Linked DNA regions of Hordeum vulgare: region 1 is linked to region 2. The links are chromatin contacts, called in public Hi-C maps. All regions are on one chromosome and are shown on one strand. The core of a region is the stretch at or near the end of the contact, and the rest is flanking DNA. Distances in the headings are between cores, read along the strand shown. Region 1 holds the start of LOC123406996 (gibberellin-regulated protein 3-like). Region 2 holds the start of LOC123409309.

Region 1 (5,365 bases), core at 2,380-4,879, 220 kb before region 2:
ACAGCTTGGGTTCTCATTTGGTGCCACAGGCTACATCCAAGGAACCATGCACATCGGTCATTCAAGACGATAGTCACTCTCTTTGCCTTGAAAATAAGGCCATATCAACAGATTTGGACCCCAGGAACTCGTGCGTCGATCCATGCGCCGCAGAAATGGAAGAAACCCAATGTGTGAAGTCATATTCTGCTGCTGTGCACATGTCACATAAATGGGTTCCTATCGGAAAGAAAGATATAGCACATTTGGTTGTTGAAGCATCAGTTCCAGCTAATGATGGTTCTGTTTCTGCTAATATAGACGTGAAGAGAAATGTTTCAGATGCTCCTGCACCAACTAAAAGTGAAGGAAGCAAGGTTGCTACTGAGTTGACTGCTAAACCGAAGCCATCTGGACAGCTTGATTCGAAATGCCAAGGACATACTGACAATGGAACTGATTTCAGCAAGATAAGAGAGGCAGTGAGTGAATCTTGTAGGGCCCAACAGAGAGCGGAAGATATTCAACTTCACATTGGCAGGCCTCTTGCCGATTTTGAACAATTTATTTACTCTGCTTCTCCAGTTCTGCACTGTAGCTCTTGCCCTGCTGGTTGCAACTCTTCTTCACAGGAATGGATGAGAGATGGCTTGTGCTGTCATCAAACTGCGGATATCTCTCTGAGTAGCATCTGGCAGTGGTATGAAGAACCTGGCTGCTATGGCTTGGAAGTGAAGGCACAGGATCTCCGTAGATCGAAAGGCTTCTGGAATAGTTGTTATCAGTTTAATGCCTACTTTGTGCCATATCTATCTGCGGTTCAACTTTTTGGGCAACCTAAGAGAACCGTTGATAAGGATGAAGCCGAAACGGATACAAGATCTAAAACATCTCCATGTATGAGCTCTCTCCCAATATTAGCGAAGCTTCTACCTCAAGAGTCCAATAAAAGAAATAGCTCGCCGCCTTTCCATGTTAAAGATGATCAGCAGTTGGAGTCTACAGAGCTCATATTTGAATTTTTTGAATCCGAACAACCATTTTGGCGGCGACAATTATTTGACAGGTGAGATCGAGTCTTCTTTCATGAACAAAGGCGTCCAGTATTCTGGCCCTCATTTGTTAGCCCTTTTCATGCTCTGATATTGTAGTATAAACCTTCGTATTGTACACTGAACTCTAGGAAAGGTACTTTGTTTCTGAGATGATTTTATTGAAATCTCATTGCAATTTTACTAGGGTAAAGGACTTGGTTGGCGGTGCAAAACAATTGAATTGCCAAATATCAGGAGACCCAAAGAGTCTGGAGCTCAACCTGCACGATCTTCATCCTGCCTCCTGGTCCGTTCTATGCTCTAGTAGTATCTGACCCTTGATCAGCATGCATATTCTTGCATATAGATGTGTAGATCTATTGTGGGACGGCTGGTTTTCAGATAACACATTATTACCAATTTCAGGTACTGTGTTGCGTGGTATCCCATATATCGTATACCTGATGGGAAGTTCCAGGCTGCTTTCCTGACGTACCATTCTCTTGGACACTGGGTTCATCGACGAAGCTCATCAGACCAGGCTGGCCACGGTCATGCTGTTTTGCCAGTCATGGGTTTGCAATCTTACAACGACAAGGTAAGATGGCTGTTTTTCTGATGACACATGTTCACCGAAGATTGTTTAAGTTGGTGTTAAGACCCCAGACGTTGAAAGCCATGTTGGTTATGAGGTAAAATTGCAGGTGATGACGTGAATATCGCTGAACAAACTCCTAAAATGCTTGATGGTTCTCATTCGCCGCTTGCCAGCCCTTCATTGGGCTAAAGAGGGATCCTCGTCAGTCCCATTTTCGACAGATTCCAATTTAATATATTGTGGTTCCGTTCTAAGTCATGGTCAGAAAGTGTTATCAGGATGGTCCCAAGTCAATTCTCAGTGTGTTAGTTGGTAGTACTTAGTAGTCTGTCTGCTTTTGGCCAAGTGTATGTGTGGTTTCAGTCGACTAGTCGCCGAAACAAACAGAGTGGCTAGAGTGGTTGCTCGCTTATTCTTCGCTCTGGAAACGACGGATAATACATGGTGGATGACTCTTTGCATCTCGCGTTGCAGGGGGAGTGGTGGTTTCAGAGGAGCAGATCCGGTTCAGAAGATGCAGAGTCCTCGTCAAGCGAACCATCTCAGGTTCTTCAAGAACGGTTGTCGACGCTGAACCAAGCCGCGGCAGCCATGGCGAGGGCGGACGTGTGGAAGAAGGACCAGGCGCGGAGAAACAGGCACCCGGACTACGAGTTCTTCCTGTCCCGGCAGCAACGGTAGATAGCTCCAGATGCACCATGTTTCAGAACGGCTGACGGACGAACGCCTCTTCCCCTGTAACCAGAAGAACCTTGACGACTCAGCGGCGCCGTCCGCCTGTCACCTTCGTCAACAACCTGTATATATGTGTGGTAGTAGAGTGCATGTGAAGATGGTGCTGCTCAAATGACACCAGACGAGACCATGAGTTGTTGTTTAGCTCACTGCTTACTAGTGTAGTTGGGGTTGTTGATAGGTGCAACCCGTCTTTAATTCAAAATAGCTTGCTCACACCCGCCCGTGTGATGTGTCATGTGTGTACATATACGCCTGAAACTCAACTCAGACATGTGTCTAACCAACTCTGTGTAGATGCATAATATAGATCTGATGATGAACAACAGGTGTGCAGGAAATTAACAGAAGCTGTTGCACCATCTTCACCATCACAATCACAACATAGATCTGGTGACCAACCAACAGAAACTCTCTTTTATTTGATGCTAGGAGGAGGAATGATCACAAACCATTGTTCCCTGAGGGTGGGAACACTGCAGTGCAGAGTGGTGTCTGAAGATCACATACGTACTAGTAGGACATGACATGAGACCACATATCTGAAGGAGAGGAAGAAGAAGATGGTGTGGTGTAGGGACTAGGGGCACTTGAGCTTGCCGTTGTGGGGGTTGGTCATGGTGTCGTAGCAGGGGCAGATGTGGCGGGTGTCCTGGCCGGTGCCGGGGGGGACGCAGTTGCAGCGCTGGCAGCAGACGTTGCACTTGTCGTTGCACATCTCGTTCTTCCAGTTGTTGGCGCACCGGCCCAGGCACACCTTGGGGCAGTCTGCTCTCCGGTCCGGCATCGCCGCCGGCGAGCGCGAGGCAGCAAGGAAAGCAACCGCATCAGTGTATGTTATGTTAGGCTGAGCAGAGCTTGTGGTGTTTGTCAGAGCGTACGTACCTAGTCTGGGAGGCGGCTGCTGCTGCTGGAGCAGGGAGCTGCCGCTGGTGGGTCTCATGGCGCCGTGGTTCACCTGCAGCAGCGGAAGAAGGGCTCAGATCTGAGGGTAAAAAGGTGTGCTTTGCATTTGCATGCGTGTTTGATTGGCTTACCAGTGGATCGGAAGCGGCGGCAGGTTGGTGGTGGGTGGATAGGAGGAGCGTCAAGAGCAGCAGGAGAGGAGGAAGGAGGAGGCGAGGAGCGAGGAGCTGCTTCTGGCTGGTGGTCGCCATGGATGATAGCTTGAGGCCGGCAAGTGGGTGGGCAAGGGGTTTGTGAGGGTTCAAGCTTAAGGTATGGTATATAGGGGGAGGCTCCAGAGAGATCCGGGAGGAGGAAGGGTTGTCTGTCGCTTATGTAATGTAAATGCAATGCAGTGCAGCAGTGAAGCCGGCGTGGTGGTGGCAGAGCCGAGAGAGGAAGCAGAGCTAGCTACCACGGACACGGAGACCATGCCTCTGTGCTTATTAATGATTGCGCCTCTGTATGAATGTATGTACTCCGTATGTATGTGAGCATGTATGTCCCTCCCTCACATGCAGCTGCAGCGTCTCTCCCGTGACCGAGCAAGCACCCAGCAAGCACAGACACAATGATGGATGCAGTGCAGAGCCACCTTTGGTTGGTCCCAAGCAAGCAACCACACTAGTGCATCTTCATTCATCTTGGAATTTTTCTATCCCTGAATCAACTTCATCTGGCAACCAAGTGCAAGCACATTACTACACCATCAACATCACTCACTCACTCACTCAACAAGAGTTGTTAGTTCTCGTTCAGTTTTCACCTCCGAATCAGAAAAATGTTTGTGGCTTGTGCTTATACGTGCTGTCTACAACATCCCAACGTCATTCAGGTCCCCAGCTTGAGCTTGGCGCACAAGCACAAATCCTGGGAACGGATACATAGGCAGGCAGGGTTCACCACAAAGCATCCATCACATCATTATTCCAGTCAATCAAAACAGGGATAACAATAACATACACATCCTCCTGATTTAAGCTCTAACCAATTCCAATTCCACGGATAAGAAAAGGGGGCAAATCAAGCGCTGCCAGACAGCAGCAACGACAGAGTGCTACGCAATCCGAATCATCAGGTTCCAACGCTACACGATCCATCAAGTTCTACTTATTAATTAAGGAAGCAACCAAAAAAGGAAATCAATTAATCCACAGCTCCGAACGGCCGACGACGACCAGCATCTCCTCGTCCTCACAAGAAACCGAAACCGAAACATGGAGCTAGGCCTCGTCGGCGTAGGCGGGCTCGAGGATGGCGGCCTCGGCCTCCTGGACCTCCTTCTCGGACTTGCGCCCCTTCTTGCTCTTGTAGTAGACGCTCATGAAGGTGCCCACGGCGCCGTACTTCTGCCGGCAGTGCTCGTAGTGCGACGCGTCGAACATGCGCCAGAAGTCCTTCTCGTTCAGCTCCGTCACCGCGTACTGCGGCTGGTAGCTGTGGTTCTCGATCAGCCACTGCTCCAGCCGCTTCACCGCCTCCACGCCGTCGAACTGCTCCCCCCTGAAGATGAAGGCCGGCGTGTAGTACACCCCCACGTCCGTGAACATCTGCGCGTAGCTCGTGTCCCCCTGCCGCTGGTGGTGCTCGAACCCTGGCTCCGGGTAGATCATCGTCTTCACCGGAAGCTTGAACAGCCGGTGAGGGCACAGCCACAGCGGGTACACCTGTTACATCATCATCGTAATATTATCATGAGAAATACGTCCTTCCTTCCTTCAGTAGTTTCAGTCAGAGTAACAAACAGCATTCTTTCTTTCTTTCAGACTAATATTAGCAGCAATATCAGGCACCTATTAAGTACAGTACTATATCAACATTCAGTGAACATAAGCAGCAATATTAGGTACCTATTGTCATGATTTCCTGGTGAACAAAAAGGGTAGATGGTTTCATAGCAAATCCCTAGCAAAAGGGAAGATAAACGTACCTCCATTTCCTGGTGAACAAACTCCAGAGCGTCTCCAACCTTGTACAGGGGCACCAGCATGTCCTGGATGACATGGTTGTCATGGTAGTAGTTCCTGATGGCGTCGCCCTGGGTGGCCTTGAGCAGGGACACCTTGGGGGGCAT
Region 2 (5,290 bases), core at 2,217-4,716:
GAGCTTAATGTTTTAAAAGTGTTGAAGGAGTCATAGAGTAGATTCTTGCTGGTTTGACGTCTTCACCTTAAGCATCTTCTTCTAAAGCACTGGATTTTTTCAGTTCTCTTTTTCTATTTTCATCATAGATTCATAAAAAATGTAGATGTTTTTTTTTTTCAGTGTGTTTGGAAGGGAGGGATAAATTGATGATCTAGCGTGCTTCCCTGCGGCAGACTGCATGATGCCAAGTCAGAACTCTGAATTCAAAAATATCTAACTCACAAAAAAAAGTCAAAGAATCATGAGGTTTAATGATGGCACATGCTCTCGACCTCTTTGGTTGGATCTTTTCATAGTCACGAATTGTACATACATATATAATCAGTTAACTAGGCAAGATTCTAGTGAAGATCAGCGGAGGTGTAGCAAAGTATAAACCATCGCTAATCATCTTGGGGCTAGAACTGCATCATGATTTGTCCGAGTTCCCCTGAAAATTGTGCTTAGGTTCCCCAAAATGAGAGCATAGGCAGCATTAAAAAATGTTATGTAAACACCATAATTTGTTTCCAGGATGGAAATAAGCCAGAAAGCAAGGAGAATAATGGAAAGACGCCGCTAATCTTAGCTTAAGCACCACAAAGCAGGGTGCTGTTCTGTGGTGAGCCCACCTTGATGGAAAGCACCAACCTCTGTCTTTGAAAACGGTGCAGATTCTTCGGCGAACAGCGAGCGAGGTACTAGTGTTTCACATACTTTTTTTTTCTTCTTGATACAAATGTTTCACTTACCTGTGTAACGGAAAAAAAAAGAGGGGCATTTGATGAAGAATCATACTGTCTGTGTACCTAAGAATACTACGTAGTACAGCACCGCATGCCTAACAGAGCTGCATGAAGCATGATTATTAAACAGTAAGGACTCATGATGTTGATTTTCCATCCTTCTATCCAACAAACATGATGTTGCCCGCCAAGGTAAGGTAGGGTAGTTTTCCAATGAAGGCATGAAGATTCCAGGAGGATTCTCATATGTACTAGTACCACCTTATGATTGTACTCTTCTCTACTGTTTTCTGTTAACTAGGTCTGATGCCAGTGAGAGATGCCAACAACTGGCTGGCTAGTAGGGCAGGTTTGATTGGCCAATCCAGGGAAGTTTACTCATGAAATAAGTCTCTTTATTTTTTTGAGAATTAGTAAGTCTATTCGGTCAATGCAACTATGTGGTACTAGTAGGGCCTTTGTAGTTGGACAGCCAGGATGCACTTGGTCAAAGAGGCGATGGATTCCTTTGTCTTTGTGGTTTGGCACAATCTGGCCCAGACCAGCTGACCAAAACAAAACAAAAGGTAGGCCGATGTCTTCAGATGGTGTATTCTGAATTTATTTTCTTGTTCTTCATGAATCGAAAGACATATGCATGGGGCATATGTCATTTGCTCTCTTTTATTTTTATTTGTGGAAAACATATTATTATTATTATTATTATTATTATTATATCTTATATTTGAGGATCTAAACAGCTTTGCCTACAGTTTACGCCAACTCATATAGTCGGGAAAAAAATTGGTTGTTATTTTACCAAACTGATTACTGCCTCTACACAACAACTCTGTAAGCTGGCAGTTTGCTTCATGTTTAGAAAGTGTTGGACTGGTAGAGTAGGATTCTTGCAGGTTTAATTTGACATCTTCACCTTAAGCATCTACTTCTTCTTAAGCAGTGCCAGAGAATACACTAGAATGACCACTTGTTCGTTTCTGCTGCCAGCGCAAGCTGCGTCGGCCCTCCCGGCTATGTGTTAACTCTGAATTCAAAAAATATATATAAGTAACTCATAATTTTTTTTGTCAAAGAGTCATGAGGTTTAATGACGGCACATGCTCTCGACCTCTTTGATTGGACCTTTTTCATAGTCGGAACTATATACTTATATGTAACCAATAAACTGGGCAAGGATCTAATGAAGATTCGTAGATGTGCTAGTACAACATAAGTTTGACAATGGTGTATCTCTGAGTACATTTGCACCTAATCGAGAAAAACACAAATCACTGCCAGTTGTGCACATAAGCAATGATAAATGTGTAGTGGTAGGTACCTAAGTGTAAACTAACACAAATCTCCTTGGCATGAAGGTTCCAAGGAGAGCTTCTCATATGTACCTGTATATGCTTGTTTCTTTTTGCTGTTCTCTCCTGTTGTTGTTATTGTGTTAAGCAGATCTGATGATGCCAATGAGATGTTCATGTGTGCAACAAGTGGTTGGCTAGTAAGCCAGGTTTGACCGGCCGGTCAGGAAAGCATGCATACCTATGAAACAACAGGTCTACTTGGTCAATTCAACCATGTTGTGGTACTGGTGCCTTCCTAGTGGAAGAACTTGGTCAGCAGGGAGGTGATGCCTTTGTCTTTGTGGTCGGGCACAGTTTGGCACAATCTGGACCCAGACTATCTGACCAGAAACAAAAAGGTAGGCAGATAGATGTATTGAGATGCTGTATTCTGGATTTCAATCTTTTTTCTTTGAAAATCGAAAGAAACATGCATGTGGCTTATTGTGTATGCTTTTTGTTGTTGTTGAGGTAATTGTATGATCGTTTGATTATTTCCTGTACTCATTTAAAGATCTATAAATTTTGCCACGAACTGATTACTGCCTGTACACAGCTGTGGAATCTTGATGTATTCTTTTGTTTTTTGAGGGAAGGAAGCTTGATGTTTAGAAAGTGTTGGGGGGTGGTAGAGTAAGAATCGTGGTTGTTTGACATCTTCACCTTAAGCATCTTCTTGGTGTGAAGCAGTGTCAGAGAATGCACCGGTTAATAATCAACAAGTGTGCAAGATTTTAATCAAGCACCTGTTCATTTCTGCCGCCGTCCCGGCTGCGTCGGTGCTCCCTCCCGTTAACCCACCATATACTCCCTCCGTACCAATATACTCACTCCATCTCAAAATAACTGTCTTAAGCTTAGTACAACTTTATACTAGAGCTAGTATGAAATTTGAAACAGTTATTTCGGAACGGAGGAAGTAATTATTATCTCTGCCTTATTATTATATTTGTACTTCCTCGGTCTCAAAATTTTTATCTTGAATTTGTCTAGATATGAATGTATCCAGTCACGTTTTAGAATTTAGATACATCTATTTCTATATATACCTAAGGCAAGAACGGAGGAAATAATAATTTAATATTGAATTTATGGTATTTATTTTAAGACGGAGAAAGTGTTTCTGAAGAAAAAAACAATTCTTGCGTTCTTTTCTCTCCAAAAAATTTAAAAAAACAATTTTTTATTTATTGATGATGTGGGGGCGTGTGAAGAGGAGGAAGCAGCGGCAGTCGGCGAGAGAAGTAGTGGAGCGTGGAACACGCCGGCCACGTGCACCCCCACCTCCACCTCCTCCCCGAACCGCGTAACCAAACCAGCCGTAGGTTATTAGAATAAAAATCAAATCTTTGCAGGGAGAAAGCGGCCGTCGGTTGATTAAGGCGCCGGGGAAGAGCAGAAGCAGAGGAGGCTTCGCTTTTGCTTTTGCTTTTGCTTGGCTCCTCTTCTTCCTCCCCCTCCCCCGTCGACAAGCAAAGCCCACCCACCCAACCACCCTCACAACCTACCCTTCCCCTCCGCATTTCTCCTCCCGGCCGCCGGGACGGGACGGGAGGGATCTGCCTGCCCTGCGCGATTTGTTTGATCTGGGGCCGCCGACGACAAGCGGGGGTTTCTTTTCCTGGTTTGTTGGTATGGGGATCTCGCACCCGCTCTCCGACGAGTTCTACGGAGGGCCCCGCGGAGGGCTGGGCTTGGGCGGCGCGCTCATGCTGTCGCCGGACCGGTCGCCGCCCTCCTCCCCGCCGTCCTGCTGCTCGCCCGTCCATGGCCAGGAGGGCTTCCTCCAGCACCAGGTGTCCCGGATGGACACGCTCGCCGGCATCGCCATCAAGTACGGCGTCGAGGTATCTTCTCCCACCCTCTCTCTCTCCATCCCTGCTAGTTTGGTGGAGTTGCTGCTGAGTTGCACGCAGAAAAACAACGGTGATATTCTTCCTACTGAATGCAAGGAACAACACTATTATCAAGGAATTTCGGTAGAAAAAACTTGTCATGGAGTCTGTGTCTCGTGCCGAGTCTGCTCTACTTCAAAGACAAGAGAGGGAGGACTTGTCCCTGACAAAGATCCAAACATTTACCTGTGTTCTCCCTAGTTTGCGCCTGCCTGGTGCTGCTATGGCCTGTGTCTTGCTCCACCTGAAAACACGCTGTGAACCAGAGACGTTCATGGCCATGTATGAAGTAATCCTGCAATGTGATGCAAAAACTCTGATGAGCTTAGGGTGTCGCACCGAAACATTTCTGTATTTGCACTGCATTCCTCCGTGACAATATCCCAACATTACCCATGTTTTTCTCTGGCATGTGCCTGCGATATTACGCTAGTGCTTGTGCGGCCTTTAATCTTGCGCCGCTTCAGAATACTCCGTCAACTATGCACTTCAACGTAGTCACGGGCCATGTAGTCCTGCTATGAGCTTGATGCAAGCAAAAACACCGAGTTTCGACATCACGGGTCGTGCTTTCGCGGGGAGTCCGTGGGAGGAGTAACATGATGAAATGCTATTATGCATTTGCGTTGCACATCGATTTGGACCTCCTGTTGGTCAGGGTAGTTTAGTTGGTTCCAGTTGTCATTTTGGGGCTATCTCCCAAAGTACAAATACACCGAGTTTGGTTACCATGTTAAGATTATACTCCTTTCTGTGTAGATCTCGGACATTAAGAGGGCGAATAGTCTCGTGACTGACAGCCAGATGTATGCGCACAAGGCATTGCTCATACCTCTACCAGGAAGGCCCATGCCATCCTCTGTGAAGCTGAATGGATCCAGCCTACGGACGAAAAGGTAAAGATTTCCTCATGTTAATTTGTTCCATGTGATTTTGCTTCATGACATTTCACTCACGTTTTGACTATTTAGGTTGGTGTACATGGTATGTAAATACAATAGTCTTTGTTCTTTCATACCAGACATTTTTAATACTGCAGTTGAACTTAAGAACACTCTCTAAGCTATTCTCTGTTTTTTTTTCAGAGCGTGGGCTCCGAACAATCAGCAAAACAATCAGCAAAACAGGGACATTGTGACTTCACCAGATTCTGAAAAGACTAGACAGCAGCAGTCGTCGCTCGCAATGAGCAGCTTGCAGAGCTACTATGGCCTGAGTTCTCAAGGAGGAGATGACATGGATTTGAGTACAGAAATGTCCTTGTACAGCAAGGGAAGCTCCCAAGGTATTGGCAGCG

Evidence for each region. A called contact is a pair of places that touch in the nucleus more often than the background predicts.
Region 1: a Hi-C map of seedling shows a contact between it and region 2, with 2.0 times the contacts expected there. The contact joins the promoter of LOC123406996 here to the promoter of LOC123409309 in region 2. A contact is called at or near these places in 2 of 6 Hi-C or Micro-C datasets (leaf and seedling).

Annotation. Positions count from the first base shown.
Region 1 is chr7H:624,170,915-624,176,279 of MorexV3_pseudomolecules_assembly, reverse strand. LOC123406996 (gibberellin-regulated protein 3-like) reads right to left here and starts at 3,629. Exons shown (of 3, transcript XM_045100018.1): 1 at 3,384-3,629; 2 at 3,232-3,304; 3 at 2,738-3,114. The coding sequence starts at 3,503. The coding sequence ends at 2,927. It overlaps LOC123406994 (delta(24)-sterol reductase), which reads right to left. Exons shown (of 3, transcript XM_045100017.1): 2 at 5,222-5,365; 3 at 4,190-4,958. The coding sequence ends at 4,515. LOC123406993 reads left to right here. Exons shown (of 8, transcript XM_045100015.1): 5 at 1-1,045; 6 at 1,219-1,320; 7 at 1,440-1,611; 8 at 2,086-2,562. The coding sequence ends at 2,292.
Region 2 is chr7H:623,953,487-623,958,776 of MorexV3_pseudomolecules_assembly, reverse strand. It overlaps LOC123409309, which reads left to right and starts at 3,466. Exons shown (of 3, transcript XM_045102247.1): 1 at 3,466-3,945; 2 at 4,753-4,889; 3 at 5,079-5,290. The coding sequence starts at 3,733.